4 separate regions of the Mus musculus genome follow, and regions 1, 2 and 3 are each linked to region 4. Evidence: chromatin contacts called from public HiCAR-type, HiChIP or PLAC-seq and promoter capture Hi-C data. All regions are on one chromosome and are shown on one strand. The core of a region is the stretch at or near the end of the contact, and the rest is flanking DNA. Distances in the headings are between cores, read along the strand shown.

What was found. Promoter capture Hi-C pulls out the DNA fragments that hold promoters and counts their contacts. HiCAR-type assays count read pairs that join an accessible place to other places. HiChIP or PLAC-seq counts read pairs in DNA pulled down with a chosen protein or histone mark.
Region 1: a contact with region 4 is called in an H3K27ac HiChIP or PLAC-seq map of embryonic stem cells, with 2.5 times the contacts expected there. The contact joins two enhancer-like sites. A contact is called at or near these places in 1 of 115 datasets of contacts at active chromatin or transcription factors (embryonic stem cells) and 1 of 9 other capture datasets (embryonic stem cells).
Region 2: a contact with region 4 is called in a HiCAR-type map of embryonic stem cells, with 5 times the contacts expected there. The contact joins two enhancer-like sites. A contact is called at or near these places in 1 of 115 datasets of contacts at active chromatin or transcription factors (embryonic stem cells) and 1 of 9 other capture datasets (embryonic stem cells).
Region 3: a contact with region 4 is called in a promoter capture Hi-C map of embryonic stem cells, with 2.7 times the contacts expected there. The contact joins the promoter of Mtnr1a here to the enhancer-like site in region 4. A contact is called at or near these places in 4 of 39 promoter capture datasets (embryonic stem cells and stem cell-derived epiblast-like cells) and 1 of 115 datasets of contacts at active chromatin or transcription factors (embryonic stem cells).

The regions. Positions count from the first base shown.
Region 1 is chr8:45,000,366-45,003,065 of GRCm38.p6, forward strand. The region is part of intron 2 of Fat1 (FAT atypical cadherin 1); the gene reads left to right. Among named protein-coding and RNA genes, the nearest start is that of Fat1, 52 kb to the left of the region's middle. Within about 2 kb of position 1,391, at least 113 of the 459 cell types and tissues checked have an H3K27ac peak or open chromatin away from gene starts, as enhancers often do. A contact at or near this core is called in embryonic stem cells, where this site is marked.
Region 2 is chr8:44,978,767-44,981,561 of GRCm38.p6, forward strand. All of the region lies in intron 1 of Fat1 (FAT atypical cadherin 1), which reads left to right. Among named protein-coding and RNA genes, the nearest start is that of Fat1, 30 kb to the left of the region's middle. Within about 2 kb of position 1,480, at least 130 of the 459 cell types and tissues checked have an H3K27ac peak or open chromatin away from gene starts, as enhancers often do. A contact at or near this core is called in embryonic stem cells, where this site is marked.
Region 3 is chr8:45,067,494-45,070,393 of GRCm38.p6, forward strand. Mtnr1a (melatonin receptor 1A) reads left to right here and starts at 1,614. Exons shown (of 2, transcript NM_008639.3): 1 at 1,614-1,909. The coding sequence starts at 1,717.
Region 4 is chr8:44,568,630-44,571,329 of GRCm38.p6, forward strand. No RefSeq gene overlaps it. Among named protein-coding and RNA genes, the nearest start is that of Gm30397, 200 kb to the right of the region's middle. Within about 2 kb of position 1,287, at least 3 of the 459 cell types and tissues checked have an H3K27ac peak or open chromatin away from gene starts, as enhancers often do. A contact at or near this core is called in embryonic stem cells, where this site is marked.

The DNA.
Region 1 (2,700 bases), core at 141-2,640, 430 kb after region 4:
TCCATTTCCAGTTGCTTTAACTTATTAGAAGAAGTTGTCTCCCACTTGCCACTGTGGTGGTTTAAAATGAAAACGAAAATGTGGGACTGGAGAGATGGCTTAGAGGTTAAGAAGTTGTGAATTCAATTCCCAGCAACCACGTAGTGACTCACAACTATCTATGTATAATGTGATCTGACATCTTTCCTAGTGTGCATGAAGACAGCATACTTATATAAAATATAAATATAAAATATATATATATATATATATATACACATATATATCTATAAGTCTTATTTATGTTTGTCAATGGCTGCATAGTTCAGGCTTTAGAAATCTGTATTGGGGGCTGGAGAGATGGCTCCAGAGGACCTGAGTTCAATTCCCAGCAACCACCTGATGGCTCACAAGCATCTATAGTGGGATCTGATGCTCTCTTCTGGTGTGTCTGAAGACAGCTACTGTATACTCATATAAATAACAAATAAATAAATCTTAAGAAAGAAGGAAGGAAGGAAAGAGAAAGAAATACTGTATTGGATTCTTTTCCATCTAAAATTTCCACCCAGTAAATTGTTCTCCTATATCTTTTGCTTTGAGTTTTAACGTATTTTTAAGGCTATAAAGTTTCAAGTAAAAGATTTGTTAAGAACTGAAGATCCCTTCCTTGAGAATTCTAGTATAGGAAAGGAAACACCTTCCTTGCCCCGTCTCAGTCTCTTCCCTGACCAGTTCCTCCTTTCTCTTTTGACAAATTGCTTTGTAAATATTTCCATATACATTTTGTATAGGAAGTTAGCATTCATACCCAAGGCTCACAATAACGTTTGCCTCTTAGTTCTGGTAGCTCTTTGTCTAAAGGTTGCTCAACCACTTTACTGACTGCCCCTAGGGCTTATCTTATTTTGATTTTCCTTAATGTTTCTGATTCCTAGAATGCTTAGCCTGGCACCAAAGGAAGCACCCAATTATTGTGCTAAAAAGGAAGCAGGGGGTGGTGGGTCACACCTGTAAAGCCAGGATTCTGGAGGCCTAGGCAAAAGGAACCCAAGATCTGGGGCAGCTAGGGATATCCAGTCTCCCCAAACAAAACTGAAAGCAGCCGCTAACTCTACCACCAAAAAACAAAACAAAACAAAACAAAAGGTGCTGCTTTTCCCTGTGGCCAGCTCAGCTTTTTCTTTTTGACCTGTGATATGACAACCCTTTACTAGAGCCCATGAAAGCACAGCCTGATGATACATTTGGAAAAGGATCGTGGCATTTCTTGAGTTCCTATGTAATTCCACAGGTCACTGCACAGTTTCCAGTTCAGCACGTCAAATGCCTTGAGTTAGGGACCAGTCAGAGCCCTCAGGTTGGGAATTTGCAAGCTTTCTGTTGAGTCACTAGGAGAGGCGCCTTCCTGGGTTTGTGCCTAATCAAGCACAGCTGTTAAAAGGCGGAGCCTGGGCCTGGGGCAGCTGTAGAAGTGACCTGGAGGCCACTAAGTCTTCCCTTGCTTGCTTCTGAGGTCTTCTGAGTTGCCTGGAGCTGTCTTAACTGGGACAAACCTGCTGAAGAAGTTTGTGCCTTTACCAAAACCACGGTTTCGAAAGCCTAGTGGCCAGAGTGCAGCTGCCTCAGGCCACCTTTGTATTGAAGCAGCTGGGATGCCATGATAACAGGCTGGCTGGTCCCCCTAGGTGTAACTGCTTACAAGCACCAGGAAAGGACCTGTGACAGCTGTCAACCAAGAGGTCACGTCTTCTGGCCCTTCTACAGCTTGGCTTATTTATTTGTTTTTTTAAAAGTATACATGAAAGAGTGCTTGCACCGAACAGACTTATAAACATTGTTAGCACTGTCACATTACCTAGACCCCTCACATAACTTAGACCCCTCACCTCTGATCTGTCTTACCGTCGAGGGCAAGAGCTTTGTGTCTCTCTCAGAGGATACATTTGGGGAGGCCATTTTGACAAGCACATTGAGTAATAATGCAGGCAGAACAACTGGGGAACTCTGAGCTGGTTAAATATTACGGCAGCGTCACCGGGGCCTAGCAACTTAATTTTCAACTTTAAACCATCAGAAAAGCCATCAAATGCAAAAAGCGTGTGCTGGTAAACAAATTAATTTTCGGAAGTCAGGTTGAACACAAAGATGTGATTTTGGGGGGGTATTAGGCAAAGCTATAAAGTGACAATGACAAGGGTTCTTCATCTCCGGCTGAACTCTGTGAACTGAATTCTAAGGACGGAGTCTGAGGATTGGAGGACAGAGAGTGGTGGCCCCCACGCCAGAACAGCGGAAAACGTTGCATTTGTAGGGCAAATGTTTACAAGCCTGGATTTTGATAACGGATGTATTCGTCATTGAATTGTATCTTTAGCTTTTTAACCACAAACATATTCTGAACATTGTTGAGCCACATGTTGGCATGTAATTTGGAACAAGAGGCTATTGAAAGCAGCAAAAATGACCAGTGCCTTTTTAAGTTATTTAAATTCATTCTGAAATCTCCACTTTCTCAGTTAGCCTGGCCACATTCCAGCTGCTCAGCGGCTGGGCGCAATTAGATGCTACTGTGTTGGGCAGTGGGAATTGAGAGAATTTCAGGCTAAGAGAAACTGCTTTGGATAGTGCTTTATAAGGTCAAAAGCTACAGTGGCTCTTCTTATTATTGTAAAAAGTAAAAAATGTAGCCAAAGACATGGAAAAGGAAATAAAGTAGGA
Region 2 (2,795 bases), core at 230-2,729, 410 kb after region 4:
CAGAGGTTGGTCATTACGGCTCAGTGTGGGAGCAAATGCCTGTAATATGTCTGTAGTCCATGACTCACTCGCAAGGTTGATTCCAGGCGTGCTTGAGCTTGAGGCCGGTCTGGGTAGTGCTGGAATTATTTTATTCTTCATTTTTGAAATAGTCATATAGTAATCTCCCGAGTAATGGTTTGAGGATTTGTGATTAAGTCAGGGCCTCTCACTGAGCCTGGAACTCACAGAATGGGTAGCACTACCTGGTCAGCAAGCCCCAAGACCCTTCTGTCTCTGCCTCCCCAGCCCTGGGATTTATAGGCATAGACTTCTGCATGGTTTTTAATGTAGTTATTGTTGATCTGAACCCAGGTCCTCATACTCACCTACCAAGCGCCTTATCAATTGAGCTACCTTCCCGGCCCTACCAGTCTGTTCTTAACTTCGTCTTTCCATGTCTTAAGAGTTGTAGTTTTTTGGTCTCTGAACTGATGAATCAGCAACAGCTTTTCTTAGTCTTCGAACTGAGCTCACTGTTTTCAAGAGCCTTGATTGTTTCCTATCTGCTTAAAATAGCGTCCTCCAGATAACCCGCCACCACCAAGGTTGGGAAATCTTGGTAGGGTGGTTTGTTTGTATGCTGCCTGCCTAGATTCCCTAACCTTGATTACTTCTCTTAGCACCCATTTGCACGCTATCTTTTGTCATTAAAATATCAAATTAGAACTCCTCAGTTATGTAAATAATTTCATTTACCTAAGAAAACTGGGAGATCAGAAAACCTATGCAGGACCCCTACCGGTGACCTCTGTTTGAACAAAGGCTCCCGGGTCTGTGTAATCAAACCTTGCAGTGAATTGAGATCATTGGAGATAGCTGAAGTAATCTGAGATGTTTGCTAGCATAAAACGTGGTGGTCAGGGTTTCTATCTACTAAGTAACCAAGCAGTGTTTCTGAAGCAGTCCATGACTTGCTTAGATTCACCCAGAAGTGTTTGAATTCTGATAAATTTTGGGATTTAACAGCAAAAATGAGTATTTTGGATAGTTCCTGTACATTCTTTCTTTTCAATATGTAAGTAACTTTGAGTTTTTTTAAATTGAGAAATTGCTTTATTAAAGTTAAAAGAAAAAATCCCTGCCACACATCTGGTCAAAAGTTCTAGCCATAAAAGAAAGAAGGCGGTGGGAGCTGACCCAGCCCCATTAGCACAAGTGTCCAAAGCAAGTGGAATTTTTATTTGTTCGGTTGGCACTCCGTTCTCGTGGAACACGCCTTACTTTTTTGCACAGCTGAATTGCGTATGGATCTTAGATTTTATTTTTAGAGAATCAGTTGCCGGTCCTTTTCTGCATTTAAATTCTGTTTTGTAGGAGCCCGAGCGGGCTCAGGGAAGGGGAGGCCTGCTCCCTTCTGCTCTCTTCCAGCTTGTGCACTCTAGGACTGGGAGACAACTGGCCGTCTTGGCAGGAGCTCTGTGTGTGCAGTGAGCTGGGCGGTCTGGAGAGGGGCAGGCCCGAGCTCATTCCATTCCTTCTTTAGCAAGGAGCCTGGGAGGCTGGCACAGGCCCGCCTGTTTCAACTGACATTTCACTCCCTGAATGGGGCTTTGTCTTCATACTGAAACATAACTTTTTCATACACACGCTCTAAGCGGTCGTTAGTCGGCTTAGGGAAACCTGTACGTTGCCCTCACCTTTTACATTCTTGAGATTTCTTCAGTGTGTTGATAAGGCCTTCAGTTAACCCTTAGTGAAACAGTGCTTTAATTCATATCAGTAGAGATACTTCTTTGGCACAAGTTAGAAAATGTCAAGTGGAGGAACTAATTAATGTCTGCCCACAGTTCTAACCCCCCAGTGCCTCAAGATGGAGCTAGGCCGTGATTATTGTGTAAGATCATGGGAGAGAGCTGTGATCTACTAAGATGGTAAAATTCAGCGTTCTCCTTCTTAAACACTTCTTGACCCTGCTGGTCTGGCGAATGAATTTTCACTTAATTATTTCCTCCCCGAGACCCCGTCTTTCTCTTCTGAGTTCCTTGGCCGCCTGGCACATGGTAGGAACTTCATGTTGGTCACATGCATTAGGCCAAGTGGCATTCTTGTGAGCTCTACATTATTTCCAGCCAAACTCAAGATTCAATAAACAGCATGAGGTGCTGCTGTTGACGAGGAAGATAAAGCATGCGGTAGTTTTCAAATCTCTGATAGGTCACCGCTGAGGACTGAATTCGGACTGACAGGGAATCTATTTCTTTCCCAAAGCGTTTTTTTCTTAATTTGTCACTTTTGTTTTTTGTTTTTTTTATTTTTGGTTTTTCGAGACAGGGTTTCTCTGTGTAGCCCTGGCTGTCCTGGAATTCACTCTGTAGACCAGGCTGGGCTCGAACTCAGAAATCCACCTGCCTCTGCCTCCCAAGTGCTGGGATTAAAGGCGTGCCCCACCACACCCGGAAATTTGTATAAACTTAAAACTGGCTTATGATTCAGAACTCAGGATCCGATACTTCCCGCTTAATATTTTAACATTAGTATTGTATTCCCAGTTATCTCATGATATCTGTCCTACTATTAATACAGGATATCATTTTAGTGTGAGTATAGTCTGCGCAACGTAGGGAGATGCTGTGGTACGACGTATAGTAACTTTGTGGTGTTTGTGGTGGAGCGCTGCAGAGTTCTCTTCCGTTGCAGGCTTTTCCTTCTTTGTCTTCGTGGGATTCACTCACCTGTATCCCCTGAGCCTCCTTAATCGGCTCCTCAGCCTTTAGTTGGGTTCTTCAGGTCAACCATGTTGCTTCTCTGTCATA
Region 3 (2,900 bases), core at 364-2,863, 500 kb after region 4:
GGACTCAAGTTCAAAACCTGTTTTCACTCATGACTGATTGCATACCTCTGCACGTTACTTCACTGGCCAGTGTTGCAGGGTTTCAGCCAACATATGGCCCTCACAGTGTCAAACCCTGTCAGATTAACATCGTGTAAGACTGCCCATTTGAAAAAGCTCTCCCAGGGCTGTGCAGAGAGCCCTAGGTCAGTTGATGACCTAAGCTCATGGGTCTTTTCTATGCTCACGATGATGGGGTTCGGTCCCACTCTCCCTCTCATGCTCACTTAGTGAGGGGGCCCTTCCTTACCTCAAGTTTAGAGACTCACTTACCCACATTCCCTTAAACATATCTTCCTGTCCATCACCGATTTCCCTCATTGCTAATTTAAAACATTAACCTTCTTAATTCTGTGCTTTATTCTCGGTTTAGATGAAATCTCGCACATCCCAGGTTTGTCCTGAACAGCGGAGGATGACCTTGAACCTCTGATCCTTTGCCTTCCCTCCTGGGTGCTGGGGTTACGTGACTGAGGTGCCACATCCAGTTTATACAGCACTAGAAATGGAGTCTAAGATTTTGCAAATGCTGCACAGGAGCCCTAACGACAGAGCCACACGCTCAGGCCCCTCAATTCTGCATTGCATTTCTTCTTGAAATTATTGATGAACACAACCATTTTACTTAATATGATTTGTTGAGACAGGATTTTATACAGCAACACTGATTGACCACACAGCTCAAGATGCCCCCAAACTGGTGTTGATTCTCCTGCCTCAGCCTCCAGAGCTACGACACATTGTTTAATTTTAATACAGATTTTAATATTGTCATGTCATGCTTTTCTGGTATTCATCTTCTTAAAATGTATTTTCTTCATTTTTCTTCACTCTTTCAAAGGGACTTTGGAAATGCTTAGGAATTGGACAGCCATAAAATATATGGAGAGCATGAAAATTTAAGTGTTCAATATGAGAACATCATATGTTTTGTGTAAGTCTCCTTCCCCATGTTGAAGAAAGTTTTGGGGTTTTGTTCCATTCTGTACAGAGCTGGCTAATGCACTTCCCAGAAATCTTACACTGTGGTTCTACGTCTGCTTCTATTATCTCAAGTTTCTGTTTTCACTGATAGTTTCAAAAGAACATATACACCTGTCATCTGCAAATATTTACATTTTGTTTCGTTTAATTGCCAGAAACACCCAGAACAGACATTAAATCGTGCTATGCCAGACGGAAAGGGTGTGATTTAATATCATTATTACTTTATTTTTACACATCATTGACTATTAAAGTTGATGAGTTAGATTCTATTTTCATCTTCATTTTCCGGATAAGACATCCAGGGCATCTAGTCCTGGTTAGGATTCAAGTTCGTGAATCGAGGCCTTCCAGGGTGCAAGTTTCCCTCCACTTGATGCCTCCACGTGTCTCACCGAGTCTCGCCACACGGGGGCGCAACGTGCACGCACTGTGGGACCTCCGAGTCCAAGTTGCTGGGCAGTGGACAGCAGGTGTCAGCAGGCGGCAGTGGCCAAGTGCAGAGAGGGTGTCCTACCACCGGGAGGGGCTGGAGTGGGCAGGACAGCCGCGAAGCAATCATAAGGATGCAAAGTAGACGCGGGAGGGCCATAAAAAGTGGCGGAGAGGGCTCGAGCAGAGCTGAGCAGTTGAGGGCTCCGGGGCGACAGGACAATGGCCCTGGCTGTGCTGCGGTGAGGCACCCAGGGGACCATGAAGGGCAATGTCAGCGAGCTGCTCAATGCCACTCAGCAGGCTCCAGGCGGCGGGGAGGGAGGGAGACCACGACCGTCCTGGCTGGCCTCTACACTGGCCTTCATCCTCATCTTTACCATCGTGGTGGACATTCTGGGCAACCTGCTGGTCATCCTGTCTGTGTACCGCAACAAGAAGCTCAGGAACTCAGGTAGGGGCTCCGGGCACCTTTCCCAGCGCTAGCCCCATTGCGGGACACTGAGAAAACTTCAGAAAGTCCGTTTCTGAGAAATGAGACTTTGGATAATTTTCTCTCCTTTCTCTTGACCCTGTCCCTCTATAAGATGCCTTGACAAAGATCATCCAGGAGTCTTCAGTTCTTAGAGATGTAAAACTCTGTTCCCTCCCACAGCATCTCTTTACTCATCTAGATCAACGAACTCATCATCAGTTGTTTGGATTTGCATAAAATCCATTTCCCCCAACTTCGCAAAAATAGGAGAAGATGCAGAAGCCGCCAAAAACAACAGAGCTACTGCTTGGCTTTTGTTATCAGGTGTGGTTTTCAGCTAACAGCACCAAATTGCAAGGTAGTCTGGGAAGATGCTAAGAATGCTGAGGAAGCACCTTTGTTCCTCAAGTCAAATCTGCATTTTAGAAGATGAAAACTGTAGCGAGAAATGCATTTGCATAGAATATAGGACTAGAGTTAATTCTGTGTTTGAGTTACAGTTGGGGTTCCCTGGAGCAATGAGCTGACCTAGTTACCCTGCGTAAGAGCGTAAGAGCGGGTTGGTCGGTTCTCCCTAAGCTTTTTTATGCCTTCAAACAGCGTCAAGGTTGCTTGGATTTCTGTTCCTGGTTTGGAAGTAAACTTTTGGTAGAAGGGTAGAGGGGAATCCATTTGCTTAAATAAATGGCCCCAAATGATATTTTTGTCCTAAACCAGGTAGCTGGTGAAAACTCAAATTCAGGCAGCATGTGGCTCACCTTTGGCCTAGCTTCTGCAACGCTTCGGGCTGTGCAAAGTACAAGAATTAGTTTGAAAATATCTGATAATGTGAATTCAGTTTGGCTTAGAAAACGGGATGACTTCCTTTCACGGATGATCGGCCTAAACTAGAATCCAGTCTTCAGAATTCAATAGCTTGGTGGTTGTTGTTTGTGGAGCATTGGCAAAGCCCTAGGCTTGGTCTCCACCA
Region 4 (2,700 bases), core at 37-2,536:
AGGAAAATTAACCAGAGACATGTATAGCGATCGGCAATAACAATCTCAGCCAATCTGCGAAACTTCAGAATTATAAATGAACCAACAAGAATGAAACTTTTTTTTAAAGCATTTACAGTATGTTCTGGGAAATGTAGTTCAGAATACGTAGTGCATCATTCAAAAATTTGCCCTGTGCCTTATATTTTCAGGAGGCCTAAAATTATTTTCATGTTTTTAAATGTAAAAGCAACATAGACATGGAAAATGAATATTTCTCTTTAAAAACTATAGTTCCAGATAAACTCATTATTAAAACATTTTCAGATGTGTGTTTGTGCGTGTATGTGAGTGTGTTTGTGTGTGTGTTTATGTGTATTCGTGTATGTGTGCGTCTTTGTGTGTGTGTATTTGTGTGTACATCTGTGTGTTTGCTTGTGTGTGTATTTGTGTGTTTGTGTGTGTGTGTGATCAAAGAGGATCTCTACAAAAATTGTTCTACTTTTGATAAATCAAGTATATTTTAGAGACAAGAAATTATTTGAATGATACTCAATTTCTTTCATAATGGAATTCTATTAGTACAATTGTCTGGAATCCCCAGCCTCCTAAGACCCACAGTTATGACCTTTAACTCTACAATTCTACATTTCTACTGAATGGTCAATTGGTTAAATAGTGTGCACACTGAGGGATTGTAGACAAAAGGCCGAAGAAGGGAAGCTATTTGAGGGTCAGTTAAGAAGAAGTACTCAATTCCTGACCAGTTGTGGATAGCCCTGGGGTTAATTATATTTGATGTTAATTCTGTTCTCCAGTAAGTGGTTGTGAACAAGGAGTGAGTCAGCACTCAGGTGATTTCCTGTAAACCTGCTTCCCACCCTAATTTGTAAAATAAAGGAGAGCTGATGATTGGGCAGATAAAAGGGAAGGTGGAAAGGAAGGTGAGGAGAGAGAGAAGGAGGAGAAAATGGAGAAGTAGAGGACGCAGAGGAGGAGGAAGAAGAAGAAAAGTGGAGCAGAAGCACATGGCCTGGAGAAACCACAAGTTCTAAGGGGTCTCATAGATGTGGAAGACGTTAGTGTAGCGGTAGATCTGCCCAATCTAGGCGCACAGCGTGTACTCATATTAATGGAGTTGTGTTTTCATTGCTGGGGCATATTTGGGTGGAGATTTACAGCAGCACTGACCCACTTTGGTTAAACCTGTTTAAGATGCTGATTAGCAAACCACTAGGAAATAGCTCATAAAGAAGGTTCAAGGCGGTATGGATAAAGAGAAACAGAAGGCATGCTGCTCTCTTCTGTCCCCGGGAGAAGAAAACAATGGCAGAAATCCACAGACAAGTCAGAGGTGACCCAGATATCTCTGAGCAGGGCTAGTATCTCTTTGTCTGTCTCTCTGTGTCTCTGTCTATCTGTGTGTGTCTGTGTTTCTGTTTCCCCCTCTCCCCCTCCCTCCCTCTCTCACTTTCTGTCTTTATCTGTCTCTCTCTCCCTTTTTCTCTCTCTCCCTCCCTCTCTCTCCTCTTCCTATTCCTCCTGCTCCTTCTCCTCCTCCTTCTTCTTCTCTGTCCTTCCCCCACCTTTGCTCTCAAACTATAAATAGAACAGCTCCCAAACTTTTTGCTTTTCTAATTCAGACAATTTAATTATAGTCATATTTTTAAAACCACAAAGCTCCCCCCCCACCAAAAAAGCCCCTTGAATTAAAAAAAATAACTTGGACGTGCAATGTCTGAAAAGACAGTAATTCTATGTCCCTGTGTCTTATGCAAGGTTCCTCCTTCTCCTCACATCCTTCTCTGCGTACACTTCCATCTATCCACCACCTTCCACAGACTCACAATTTTCTTTCTGATTCCTGGATTCCATCTTAGTACACAGGGTGGAAGACCAAACTTAAGAGAAGAAATGAGATGCCAGTAAAATGGCCATATCTAATTTTAGGTGCCCAGCTACATACAAGAGAACTGCTGCTTTCTGTTTTCTGTGAGCTGGTGTTTTGTGTGGCTAGAAAAAGCACCATGCTCCCCAAAGCCTGCAAAAACTAGCATTTGCAACCTCTATGAGTACAACCAACCCACAACCTCTTAAGCTTTCTTATGAAGCTAATAATATGTATTATTTGGACAGTCTTGATGTTTAAAATGGAATCAATTTCCATCAGTATTTTCTATTCTTAAATCTCCTGGTCCCATAACAAATAAGTTTCTATTTTCCTGAATTGAGCTTTCAACAGTAGGTGTTCCCTTCTGTGCATAAATATCTTCTGCAAAGTAGAGACATGCACTTCTCCTATAAAAAACATGTTTTATGTCTGTGACCCTTGGGATTCTCACTGTAAGTGCTAATCAGAGGAAAGTTTGTGGGAACACATACTTTGAGTTCTGTCTTTGCTATTATAGTCTCCCAAGACTGACTTGTGTACAACTGTTGAACTCTGAAGAAAGACAAAGAGGGCAGGGTGGCTTGTTTTATTTATTTAGCTCTACCTATGTATTTTTAATGCTAAAATGGCATAACTCTCATGATTTCAAAAACTAACAAGTGGTAAATAATATATTAGAGGCATTTGAGAAATTAAAAAGATTCAAGTAGGTAATAATTCTTTGGGAGTTCAATTTAATGCCTCTAGAGCATTTACTGTTGGTCTAAACAGACAGTTTTAATCGGTATTTTAAGATATGTTGTTTATTGCCACATATTTCTTGAGGATTA